2 separate regions of the Sus scrofa genome follow, and region 1 is linked to region 2. Evidence: chromatin contacts called from public Hi-C data. All regions are on one chromosome and are shown on one strand. Each heading gives the region's core, a stretch centred on a gene start, on an enhancer-like site or on the middle of the called end of the contact. The rest is flanking DNA. Distances are from core to core; before and after follow the strand shown. Region 1 has its middle 170 kb from the start of PHACTR1. Region 2 holds the start of EDN1 (endothelin 1).

What was found. Hi-C and Micro-C count contacts between places; a contact is called where the count stands out from the background.
Region 1: a contact with region 2 is called in a Hi-C map of liver, with 6 times the contacts expected there. The contact joins the enhancer-like site here to the promoter of EDN1 in region 2. A contact is called at or near these places in 1 of 5 promoter capture datasets (liver), 6 of 47 Hi-C or Micro-C datasets (alveolar macrophages, fibroblasts, heart right ventricle and 3 more) and 1 of 2 datasets of contacts at active chromatin or transcription factors (alveolar macrophages).

What each region holds. Positions count from the first base shown.
Region 1 is chr7:8,927,135-8,933,798 of Sscrofa11.1, forward strand. No RefSeq gene overlaps it. Among named protein-coding and RNA genes, the nearest start is that of PHACTR1, 170 kb to the right of the region's middle. Within about 2 kb of position 5,022, at least 4 of the 83 cell types and tissues checked have an H3K27ac peak or open chromatin away from gene starts, as enhancers often do. A contact at or near this core is called in liver, where this site is marked.
Region 2 is chr7:8,747,684-8,753,970 of Sscrofa11.1, forward strand. EDN1 (endothelin 1) reads left to right here and starts at 4,335. Exons shown (of 5, transcript NM_213882.1): 1 at 4,335-4,473; 2 at 5,997-6,165. The coding sequence starts at 4,410.

The sequences.
Region 1 (6,664 bases), core at 3,772-6,271, 180 kb after region 2:
CAGCTCTATGCCATATGGTCCACCTTTTCCTTCAGATTTTGGTTTGTTTTTATTTTTGTTTTCACTTTTGATCCTGGATAAAGCATTTGAGACATTCTTGATGAGAGGATACATTTTATTGTGGTTAAGACTTATTCTTTGTGGGGAAGGAAGAGCCAATAAAGATGCACCAGTGTTTCCGACAGGCAGCAATGATCACGCGTTCCAAGTCTCAAGCAACCCAGGCATCTTCACTCTGGAGCCATCCTGCCTGTTTATGGAGCGAGAACTGTCAGTGGGAAAAGGGCAGTTCCAGCGTTCAATTCTATGAGAACAGGGTCTCAGATGGAGGCTCCTTGGCCTGCTGAGGGAATTCTTCAGGGAGCCGGCTGGGCACATTCCTGGAGAGGGGTCGGCACTCAGCAAGGAGAGAGGCGCTGTCCTGTCAGGCCTCAGTGAGAAGTAATTCCAGAGAGAAGCAGCAGAAGAAAATCACAGTCCTTTTCTAGGCTTTGTCATGCATTTTGTGCATGGCTGACTTTCTATCAGGTCCTCTGAGACGGTGACCTGATAGGGCTTTCCATTATAGTGAAACCAGACAGCAGAGCGAAGACGGAAGGAGAGACAGACCTTTTATCTCTACTCAATGGGACCCCCAGAGGGAAAATGTGAGAAAGATGCACATAAAAGAAGCTGATTGAACAGCCTCACCAACTTAGACAACAGACTTGTGGTTGCCAAGGGGGAGGGGGAGGGAGTGGGATGGACTGGGAGTTTGGGGCTGGTAGATGCAAACTATATATTTAGAATGGATAAGCCATGATGTCCTACTGTATAACCCAGGAAACTATATCCAGCCTCTTAGGATAGACCGTGATGGAAGATAATATAAGAAAGGGAATGTATTTATATGTATAACTGGGTCATTTTGCTGTACAGCAGAAATTGGCACAGTGTAAATCAACTATAATTGTTTTTTTAAAGAGGAGTTTCCATTGTGGCTTAGAGGGTTAAGAACCTAGCATAGCGTCTGTGAAGATGTGGGTTCTCATCCTAGCCTCGCTCAGTGGGTTAAGGATCCAGCATTGCTACAAGCTATGGTGTAGGTCACAGATACAGCTCAGATCTAGCATTGCTGTGACTGTGGCATAGGCCAGCAGCTGCAGCTCTGATTCAGCCCCTAGCCTGGGAACTTTCATATGCCACAGGTGCAGCCCTAAAAAACAAAGAAACAAACCCAAAAAAGAGGAAAACAATTTTTAAAAAAGAATAAGGTGGGAGTTCCCGTCGTGGCGCAGTGGTTAACAAATCCGACTAGGAACCATGAGGTTGCGGGTTCGGTCCCTGCCCTTGCTCAGTGGGTTAACGATCCGGCGTTGCCGTGAGCTGTAGTGTAGGTTGCAGACGCGGCTCGGATCCTGCGTTGCTGTGGCTCTGGTGTAGGCCGGTGGCTACAGCTCCAATTCGACCCCTAGCCTGGGAACCTCCATATGCCGCGGGAGCGGCCCAAGAAATAGCAACAACAACAACAACAAAAAGACAAAAGACAAAAAAAAAAAAAAAAAAAAAAAAATAAGGTGATTGAGACTAGTCCTTGAGATTCTCCGATAAACTTTCCTAGGGCAAGGGGTCCTACAACAGAAAGGTCCTAAAATCAAGAACTGTACATGCCTCTGAGATTTTTTTGTAGCAAGGGATAGAAGCCTATCAATCTGGCTTAATAAAAGAACCAAGAAAAAGAATTTCCTAGAAATCTAGATATGCCCAAATCCCAGATTTTAAGGCTGTCCGCAGCAGTGCACATCCCTGGTCTATTCTTAATTCCCAGACTGCTCCCGAGCAGCCCTGGGTCTGCCTAGATTTTGAACTCATGATCTCAGGGAAAAGGATACCATCTCTTCCAATAGCTCTGGCAAGGGTGAAGAGAGAGTTCTGACTAGCTTAGACTGCATCACATGCCCATCCCTAAATCCATCTTTGTGGCCAGCAAGATTGATTGATTCTGCGTGGTCAGAATTGAGTCAAGTGTCCATTCCTAAGGCTGGTGGGTAGCTGGACAAAGAGAGGGACTTGGGAATCACCTGAATCTCTAGGACTGGAGTGTGTTAATACAGATTGAGGGAGAGTTGGTCCCCTCTGACGGTATTAGAGAGAAAAAAAAAAACGTAGGTCCACTGCACATGGGAAGACCTTGATGGGGCTTTCACTGAAGATCATAAGCTTCTCAGTAGAGCATCCTGAATATACTTGAATATACTTCTCATTCAGAGGATCCTGAATGAGGCTGGTGTTAGTCATAATATGAGGGGGACAGTGGGGCTGTGGATTAGATTTTGAGCACACCCAATTTCAAGTGATTTCATTGTACTTTGCTGGTGGTCTATTGCTGGACAAGACTGTGAACGTCAGTAACGTTGCGTTGGGATCTCTCTTTCTTATTTCTATGGTCTCTGTTTTCTTTCCCATCCACTGTCTGCCAAAGCACTTTTGCATCCCAAGCCATCTGGCCCTGATGTCCCCCACGTAAATAGTGACACGAAGATTCTACCCCTCACTTCCCAGATAACCTACCCTATGCTTTAAACTCTAAGGACTTTCTGGGAAATTGATGACTAATGTGAACTCATCTGATAATTATTTGTTACCAGACAAGATACTAATGATGTTTCAAAAAAGGCTATCCCTTAATCTTGTGGTTTTCAGACTTTGAGATTTTTGTAGACTGGTAGTCGAGAGAGACAGTGAGAGAGAGAAGGGTCATGCTTAGGAGAGACGAGAAGAGGAGAAGAGAGAGGAGGGGAGAGGAGGGAAAGAGAAGGGAGAAAAGAAGAAAAGAAAAGAGAAAAAAATAAAGGCTGGTTTAGGGTTTTAAAGCACTGTATTTTGGTAAGTTAAGAACCTTAAAAACAGCCACAACAAAACTCTATTTAATTTAATATCACCAACATTTTATGAAAGAAAGGATATTTTAATACCAAAATCTGGAAAAGCTTTCATTTCACATTCAAAGAAAATTCCTCAAATTTTAAAAATTACAATTTTTGGGAAAACTCACTGAAGTGCCTGAATTAGCTAGAGCTCATTTCATGCTTTATCCCAAGGCAGCTCTTTCTAAATAAACATCCGTGTTTGAGGATCTCAGAGTTATCCACAAAGAGTTGAATGGTGGGAGTTCGGGGCTGTGGCTGATGAGAAGGTGAGTTTTATGGCCACTGCACCTTCATACCATAAACAGAAATGATTCCTAGATCTCTAAAGATCTGGCCTTCACTCACTACCACCTCTGCTTTCATTGAATGAGATACTAAGGCTCAAGAGGTGGAAAAACTTGGCTGAGAGCACAATCCAAGAGAGAATCCCACAGCCAAGGCAGAACCATCACGGATCAGGACTGCGGGCCCCCGGAGAAAAAGCAGAAGAATCAGAACCTGAAGACGGAGTCTGTCCCTGGACGGGCCTAAGTGGAGAGTGGGCAGAGATGGCCATGGGTGGCGGGAAGGAGTGCAGGCCAGCAGGTGGAGCACTTCAGCAAAAGAGACAGCTATCAAGGGATGGATCCCAGCCTGACCATCAGAGGGTTGCGTCTGGGGTGTGTGGCAGTGAAAAGGACCCAGGCTATAGCTTGGACTTGGCTGTTTCCAGGCCCCATGACATCTAAGCAAGACCCTGCTCCCAGAAACACTGGCCTCCCAGGCTGGTTATCAAGATAGGGATTTGAGCTCCTGGAGAAAAAGTCAGGACCTGCATTCCTGGAAACAAGGGGTAGGGGAGCAAGCAAGCAGGATAGATGTGACTGGTTTCAAACCAGTGGGTGGGACTATTTAATTCTGATATGAAGATTGGAATGTGAGCAGCAAACGGAAGGTTTTACATTGTAAATATGTGATTTGGAAGGAAGAAATCATAAAGGATTTTTTTCCCCCAGTAAAATAGCCATCACCTGTATTTTTTCCTGTCACCTGAGCTCCATGGTGGACAAAGAAAAGTGCATGCCAAATATTGTGTGAGAAAAGGTGGGGTCCCATTTGGCTAAGGGGACATTTGTGTAAGGTGGTGAAACTGTACAGAATGTAGAAGGAGAAAGAGGGACATCTGGCGAAGCCCTTGGAGGAAGACGAAGACTGGTTTTTGGAGAATTTAGCTGAGAGCAGAGTGGCAAGGCTTTGACCAAGTGCCCATGCAAATCTCAACATTAGGCACATGCAGAGGGAGGGAGAAATGCAACTGGTGCTGACGAAACCTGTAACCAGGCAGACTAGATCATGAGGGGCTTGCAGCCTTTGCAGCTAGTTAACAGCTCTAAAATGTCATAGAGCCAAGGAACCCCGCCAGGTCCACTTAGAGGCAACAAGGACATTAGGACTAAGGCCAAGAGCTGGCCCATGCCTTCCAGTAAGATTCACATAACTTTGGGGGGGAGTCAAGAGACTAAAGGAGAAAACTCAGACCGTTTATGAGAACATACAATGATGCAGTGGCCATACCCCCCACTAAGAACAAACACTGCAGAAAATACCTAAAATTCCTCAGTGCTGTTAAGAGTGTAGAAAGCTCAGGATAACTTCACATTACTTCACATTGCCATGCACTAGGTAAGTCATGTCTAAGCTCATGAACTTGGTCTTGGAGGGAGTGGGCTCAGAAAGTATATGGCATGGCCCACCTGTGCCTCCAGGAACACGGCAGTGCCCAGGATATGGGAAATCCTTGGTGAGAATATCAGCTGTTGAAACAAATGAAATATCCTTTTGACATTAATAATTAAATGTTCCTATCTTTTACGACAAAAACAATACTCGGAGCACTGGCATTACTGGAAATTCATGAAATGAACCCTCTTTTTTGGGTCAGTGTTTACTACAATCCTGATTGTTTCAGAAAGAAAACTTTATGAAAGGAAATCAAGAGCATTTCTCCAACTCCACAAGTACTGCAATAACAGGAAACAAAACTCCTATTTGTGTAGTTTGCCTGATAAGAACTGAATAGTAGATTTTTTTGAAGGCATGTGGCACATACTGTTAAAGACATATAAATTACTGTCTCCTGCATGGTCTTGGCTGGGAGACTTAACATTGTAGCTTCTGTTTCTGGTGGGGGAGGCACATACATTTGTCATTACTCCAAAAAAAAAAAAAAAAATGGTGAAAAATGACGGGTTGGCCGAAGAGACTAAGAATGCTAAGACTATTAGTGCTAAGAGTGCAGCTGTTTCAGGCTTGGTCATTTGGTGGAGCCATTCTGCCCTGAGAACATTCTAGACTGAATTTGGAACAAAGTAAGGGCCAATTTACAAGCAATTGGAGGTAATTTCCGATGGATTCCTAAGATACTGCTGTACAGATGCTGTCTAAGACTGGAAGAAATAAGAGCACCCAGTAGCCTGACATGGGATCTTTCCTTTGAATAAGCAAGAAAATCTTGGTTTAGTCCAAGGCGTATTTACTTATTACATACTTTGTAACTCAAGTATAAGAGCTAGCTGACCTATTACAATATACTTCCCAGAACTTCTCTCAAGTTATGTTGTAACAGCAAACATAGTTAGGTGGGTTTTTTTTGGGGGGGGAGGGGTTTTTTTTTTTTTGGTTTGTTTTTTGGTCTTTTTGCCATTTTCTAGGGCCACTCTCTTGGCATACGGAGGTTTCCAGGCTAGGGATCTAATCGGAGCTGTAGCCGCTGGCCTGCTCCAGAGCCACAGCAACACGGGAGCCCAGCCTCGTCTGCAACCTACACCACAGCTCACGGCAACGCCAGATCCTAAACCCACTGAGCAAGGCCAGGGATCGAACCCACACCTCATGGTTCCTAGTTGGATTCGTTAACCACTGTGCCACGACAGGAAATACAAACATAGTTAGGTTTTACTCATGTTTCATTGTAAAGTTTATCTTCTTTGTTAAAAAAGATGGGAAAGTTAAATTCATTGACTTGGAGAACAGACTTTTGATGGCCAAGGGAGTGGGATGGACTGGGAATCTGGGGTTAATGGATGCAAACTATTGCCTTTGGAATGGATAAGCAATGAGATCCTGCTGTACAGTCCTGGGAACTATATCTGGTCACTTGTGATGAAGCATGATAATGTGAGAAAAAGGAATGTGTACATATGTGTGCATGTGCGTGTGTGTGTGTGTGTGTGACTGGGTCACTTTGCTGTACAGTAGAAAACTGTAAATCAACTATAACGGAAAAAAATAAAAATCATTAAAAAAAGGAAAGAAAAAGACAGGAAAGTGAGGTCAGAAATCCAATGGGTCATTTAAGACATAAATCTCTCAAAACACACCTTCTAAGCATGTACTGGTGTTGAAATAAGGCCACCGAGGGATTCTTTGGGTTATAGTGTGAAAGTTCTTTTCTGGTCATGGTTTTCAGCTTTATAATGATGACAACTGATTGTAAGCTTCCTTGTTTGCTGAGACATCACTGATGTCATCCATTGTTGACAAGGAACAGAGAAAAGAATTTTTAATATGTGGTTATGTCAACAATTGTGAAATGTTACCGAGACCAAGTAACAGAGGGTGAGATTAGGGTTGAATGCCTCATTGTGACAAACATTAGGGAATGGAAAAGATGCAAAATAATACACCCAAATCTCCAAACTCAGATTCAGTCACTGCCAACATTTAGCTATATTTTGCTATGCATTTTACGTTTTACCTATATTAGACCACATTTA
Region 2 (6,287 bases), core at 3,085-5,584:
CCTTAACCCACTGAGTGAGGTCTGAACCCACATCCTCCTAGATACTAGTCTGGTTGTTTTCGCTGAGCCACAGTGGGAATCCCATGATTTGATATTTTCGTACATGACAAAATGATCACCACGATACGTCTAGTTATCATCTGTCACTATACAAAGCTCTCATCAAAGTTACTCTCGTCTGTATTCTCTATGCTGTACACCACATCTCCGAGACATTTCTTTTGTAACTGGAAGTGGAAGTGTGTACCTGTTTCATTCAGCATCCTCTCCACTTCCTCCTGGCAACCACCAGTTTGTTCTCTGTATTTATGAGTCTCTTTTTGTTTCGTTATTTTTGTTGCTGTTGTTGTTGTTGTTGTTTAATTCCGCGTGTGAGACCAGATGGGTATTTTCTTTGTTCAAATTGTTTCACTTAGCATGATACCCTCTCGGTCCATCTATGTTGTCATGCCATTGATGGCTGACTAATGCGCCTTTCTTTATCACATCTTCTTTATCCTTTCTGGAGATGGGCTCTATGTTTTTCCATGCAAAGGATGCATCTCTCTTGAGCATCATCTCATTTCCTGTGCTAAATACCTCTACACTGTGGACACAGAGAGAGGCTGTGTTTGTTCATGACTCCTCGAGGTGTGTAATATGTCATGGGGTAATGTCTGAAGCGCACAAATCTTTCACAACAGTCTTATGCAAAGTAGGAACATAAACCAGTCAACAATGTATGACTGAGCCAGGCCTAGAGCTTCACCGTGCCCACACTAAGCTGGCCCTCTGTTCTTCCTGCTCTCTCATCCAGCAACCTCATGGCTGTTCTTTCTGCTGAGCTCAATGCCACATCTCAGCCCAGGTTTATTGGCTTGGCAAAGTTGCAAACAGTCTTACGCAAAATTGAGAAAGGAGCAAAGCTGAGGACCGCTAAAAACAGTACACTTTGCTACTGTGTAGTATCTGGGATTTGGGGCCCAGGGTATTTTATTTATAGATATCTATTAATACATAGCAAGAGATACAGAAAGAAACACATAAGAAACAGCTTTATCAAATAGTTTCCAGTGTCCAAGTGTAACAGCAAGAACAGCAACAGAAAACTGTTCCACTGGGGAAAAAAAGCCATCTTCTTTAAGTCTTCTGGCCTCCGCTTCCCCTTCCGCTCTGGGGAGGACTCTGGCTGCAAAAAGCCTTTCCCCTGTGAGGTCCTGGAGGGCTGGGCTGGGGGCTGTGGATAGAGGTGGGCTCTCTCCTTTATTTCTGGGTCCAGCTCCTTTAACCCCCCTCCCCCTCCCTCCCTAGCAATGCTTCCAGTGGAAGAGCAGTGGGAGCCTCTAGCTTGTAAAACTGGTTTGTTAGGGCTCTTCCTCCCTCCCGATGGTGCATCTTGGCAACATATTTTGCTGGGCAGCTGCCTGGCAGGGCCATAGCTGCTTTCTCTGCACTTGAAAGGGGCTCCCCCCACTTTGTCCCCCAGGCAGAAAAGAGCCTACGGCAAGAGCAGGAGCTGGAGCCATGGACAGGGAGGCAGATGCCACCATGGCCCCAAGACACACCAGCATGCATAGGCACGCCCATGTGCGTGTGCATCTTGGAAACCCAAGACTCCAAGGGATGGGGCAAATGGTCCGTAGAATCTCGGGAGCCTCCAGGTCTGAAACCTGTGCATGGACTTGAACAGAAGGCCTAGGCTGGAGGGGGGGGGGTGAGTCTCTGCTGCCCACTCTTTGTATTTTAATTCAAACAATTCACAGGGTGACACAGGAGGGAGGGCTGTGGGAAGCTGTGTGGGCAGTTTCATGGCTCTTCCCTTCTCCACTGGACGGTGGGGCACTGCTGGCACCTGCAGCCTCACCACGGTGGGGTGGCAGTGAGAGATGGGCTTTCCTGCGGGAAGGTAGCCCAGGCTGGATCTGGAGGGACTGGAAGGGGCTGGGTGGTGGTTTCCTGGAAGGAGCTTAGGGCAGGCTGGTCCTGACCATGGCCAGGGCTTTGTTAAAATTTCCAGGAGGCTAAGAAAAAAAAAAAAAAGTTGGTGGGAGATCTCTGCCAAGACACATTTCCCAGGTCATTCTCTCCCTTCCTGGTGGTGGTGGGGGAGCTTGGACCCTGTGAATGTGATATCAAGTCTCCTCTCCTGGGTTCTGTGGGGAGGTGGGGGCACACTGGCCAGATGAGGCTGGCAGAGCTGTCTCCCTGCTGGGTGCAGCCCAGTCCAAGGGGGCGCTGTGCCCTTCTTGGCCCCCAGGGCTGGGCTGAGGTGAGCTCAGGGAGGAGGAGGAGGCAGAGGGCCCAGGCAGAGACCCCCGGGGGGTACTGGGTGGAGGCCTCTTTGGTGTGTATGTGGGAGGGTCCCTGGACCACCTCATCTCCAGCTTTAGCTGCAGTGGCTGATTTAGGGGACACATCTCATTGATCCGCCACTGCTACTCTTACTGTCTCTCCCACTGTGACTTCCAGAAGGCCCAGGGGTGACCAAGCTTGTGCCCAGGCCCACAGCTTAGGTGTTGGGATAAAATCTGTCCTTTTGCTTCCAGAGGTGAAGAGTAAGCAGAGAGAAGGAGGAGGAAACGGGTTCCTCCTGAGGATTCCTCCTGAAATGAGTCCACATTTGAATCCCTGCTGCGGGAGGGGGTGGAGGGAGTGGGGCTAGAATAAAACACTAAGAGGAAATGGAAGAAGCATCCTTTTAGCCAGCTCCCTGGGAGCCCCGAGCAGACACATCTTTTTCTTGTGCAGCGCAGATGCTCTAAATTTTTCCCAAGGACCTTAACTCAGCCACACTGAGGACTTGGATGGACCATGGAAATTCCGGGTGCCTCAGTTTCCCCACTTGCAAAATGAGGCTAATTGAAAAAGCCACGGGTCTTATATTCACGGTTTGCATTATACATGACAGCATGTTGTCTCCTGCAAGGTAACTGCCCTGGGGGGAACCTCAGGTTATTTCATGGTTACACAGACAGGAAACTGCTATTGAAAAAGTAAACACATTATTAAATGTGAGGTATGATCTGATCCCTCATTCAGTGCGGGCATTTCTCTCTTCCCAACATCACCCAAATCGCCTATTCACCCAACACCCCTTTGACTTAAAGGCCAAAGGAAAACACCCAAGACCCAGAAAAGATGTCCCGCGTAGGAAGTAAATGGAATATTCTGAGGGGCATCCCGCGGTCTGTGCCAGGCGCCAGCCCTTCCCTTCCAAAGCTCCCACCTCAGGTGCCTGTTTCCTTCTGTTATTTGGAAGCTCAGGCTGTTATTTTTGGCCAAAACATCAGCTCCCCCCGCGCCCCCCCATAGCTCTTCGTCGCCCCCTGGCGTTCCTTTCACGCTATTTCTTAAGATTGGTGACCCTGGAAGTGGGGCGATGGGCAAAGCCAAGGAGAGTGGGCACGCATTACAAAAACGTTTATGGGGGCTCCTAATCAGCAATATCGAAAGGATTGGGTATGTGCCTTAAAGGATTTTTTTAAAAAAAACTTCCTTTCCTTGCCAATCCCTCTCCGATCTTTCTCACTGTGGACGCAAAGAACTTGAGCAAAACAGACTGGGCGGGGGAGGGGGGTGCTTAGAAGTCAGAAAAGCGCGTGGATCTGCCAAAATCATTTGACCCCGAGTCGGGAGGGGGGCGCGAGGAGGGGGAGCGTTCCCTTGTCTGATCAGCACTGAGGAATCGGAGCGACATAAAAGGCAAATGAAGCGAACAACAATTCAAAAAAAAAAAAAAAATTCCCCGCACACAACAATACAATCTATTTAAACTGTAGCTCATACTTTTCATACCAATGGTATGACTTTTCTGGAGTCCCTCTGCTGATTCTTGAACTCCGGGGCTGGCAGCTTGCAAAGGGGAAGCAGGCTGCAGCGCTGCACCGGCAGGTTTACCAAAGGTCTCTAATGGGTATTTTCTTTTTCTTAGCCCTGCCCCTGAATTGTCAGACGGCGGGCGTCTGCCTCTGAAGTTAGCAGTGATTTCCTTTAGAGCCCGGCCTTATCTCCGGCTGCACGTTGCCTGGTGGTGACTAATGACACAATAACATTGTCTGGGGCTGGAATAAAATTGGAGCTGTTTACCCCCACTCTATAGGGGTTGAATATAAAAAGCCGGCCGAGAGAGCTGTCCAGGTCAGACGCGCTTCTGCCTCTGCGCTGAGACCAGCGCCGCCGGGTCCCCGGTCTCCACTGCGGTCCCCGCGCGCCACCACCGCCGCCGCGTGCGTCCTCGGACCGCTCCCACTGCCTTCTCTCCCGGCAGAAACTTCCTTCTCCCGATTAAAGAGCACTCAGGCTGAAGGATCATTTTGAGATCTGAATAACCCGAAGCGCTTGGAAGGAACCGAAGCCATTTTTCTGCCTTTTTCCCCCCGCTTTCGGGTTTAGTTCGCAGGGGGAGGATTTTGATCCTTTTTTTTTTCAGAATGGATTATTTCCCCATGATTATCGCTCTGCTGTTTGTGGCTTTCCAAGGAGCTCCAGAAACAGGTAGGCACTTTGCCTTGTAAATCCTTGAACACTGACGTTTTTTCTCCACTTTAATGCTTTTCTTGCTTCTGTTCCAACCCCCACTTCTTTTTATGGCTGCTGCTCAGATATCAGGTGTAGGAGAATGAATGCTCAAAGCTTGCTTAAGTTTTCTAGTGGAAGAAAAAAAAAAAAAATCCTCTGAAGACAATTGCTCCCGTAGCATTAAAATCACACTGTTATCATTGCCTAGTGTATTTCCTTGGCTTTAAAAAATGTAACTCAATTGAAGATAAGATATATAACTTAGCCAAATGGATTTGCAGTGTATGTGGTCATACAGGTACTAAGAAGTATAGGGATTTATATCTTCTTCAAATACTCTTTTAATAGTGTGTTAATGCGTAAAATATTTAAACATTTCAGCTTGAAGCCAAGGAATTTTATTTGAGTCATTCAAGCAATATATGAGTAGGAAAATCATGCGCAGAACAGTCTAATGAACCGCCCCCCCCAGGCAGTTTCGGGTGAAGCAGATGTTTTCTTTAAACTTTGTCATTATTGACTTTAGGTTTCTTTTTGGCAGGTTTTTGGCACTCAAAACAGTGTGGGCTCTATTTCCAGTCGTATTCACCTGTCCTGGGAGAGGGAGCTAGGATAAATCTTGGCTGCTTAAGGATTTAGATAGTATGTATGCATCTGCCTGGTCCCTTCTTTTAGGGTCAAGACACTTTTTTTGTCTTTTGGTGACCCCGACTAAAGAGAAAAGACGTAAGGGATGAAAATCCTGGAATGTGTCTGATCATTTGAAATGTACAAAATCAGGCTGATAAGCTGCAGGGCTAACTCGTCAGTAAGAGGAGGCAGTGGGGACGGGGAGGCAGCAGGTCCCACGTATCCCAAACCGCTCCTCGAATTCCAAAGCCTGCAGAACCTTGACTGGGTCCCCCGAGCTGCTGCTGAACTTCCCCTTAGGTTAGTGGTTTCTCTGGCACTTACTGCCTGAAATCAATATTTTAGAGTGGATTTTTCTTCCCTCTCTCCTTTCACCTCCCCAAAGCTCAGGACCACCTCCTCATTTCAACAAGTGTGTACCACCTGGGCTCCTCCCTGCCTCATACCAGGTGTGAGGTGGCGGCTTCTCCCCTAAACCGAAGCTCAGCTCTCATTTCTGATTTAGGAAAAGACAGTCTGATTTATTTAGTTTTAGGTTCTTGGTCATCAGCCAGTTTCAAGACACTGGAGGTTGTACTGTTACTAAGGTCTATGCTGAAGCCAATTCACATTTCTAATAGGCAGTATTTCCAAGCATTTCCTGGGCTGGTAAGCCCCTGTATTTGCGTCATCTCTCTGAAGGTGGCGAAGCCCGTGGTGATAAAAATGAAGTCACGTTAAGGAGGGCACGTTATGTTTCTTGCTGAAGGTCGGCTGTGTGCTTCCTCTGCTTTTATCTGCTCGGCTAGATCTGGCGTGGAGACTGGGACCGGTGTGCCTCCGGGCCTCTGAGGGGACACCTCGCATTGACCTGCTCTTTCTCTCCCCAGCGGTCCTGGGCGCCGAGCTCAGCCCGGGAGCCGAGAGCCAAGGGGAGACGCCCTCTCCCCATGCATCCTGGAGGCCCCGTCGGTCCAAGCGCTGCTCCTGCTCTTCCCTGATGGATAAAGAGTGTGTCTACTTCTGCCACCTGGACATCATCTGGGTCAACACTCCAGAGTGAGTCCCTAGAGGGCACCGTTACTCTAGTCTTCCCTGCCCTGGCTTCACGGGCGCCTGGAGCCCACTTACGCTCCTTCCTTTTTGGTTTGGACCCTGCTGGCCATGCCAAAGGGCCTCCA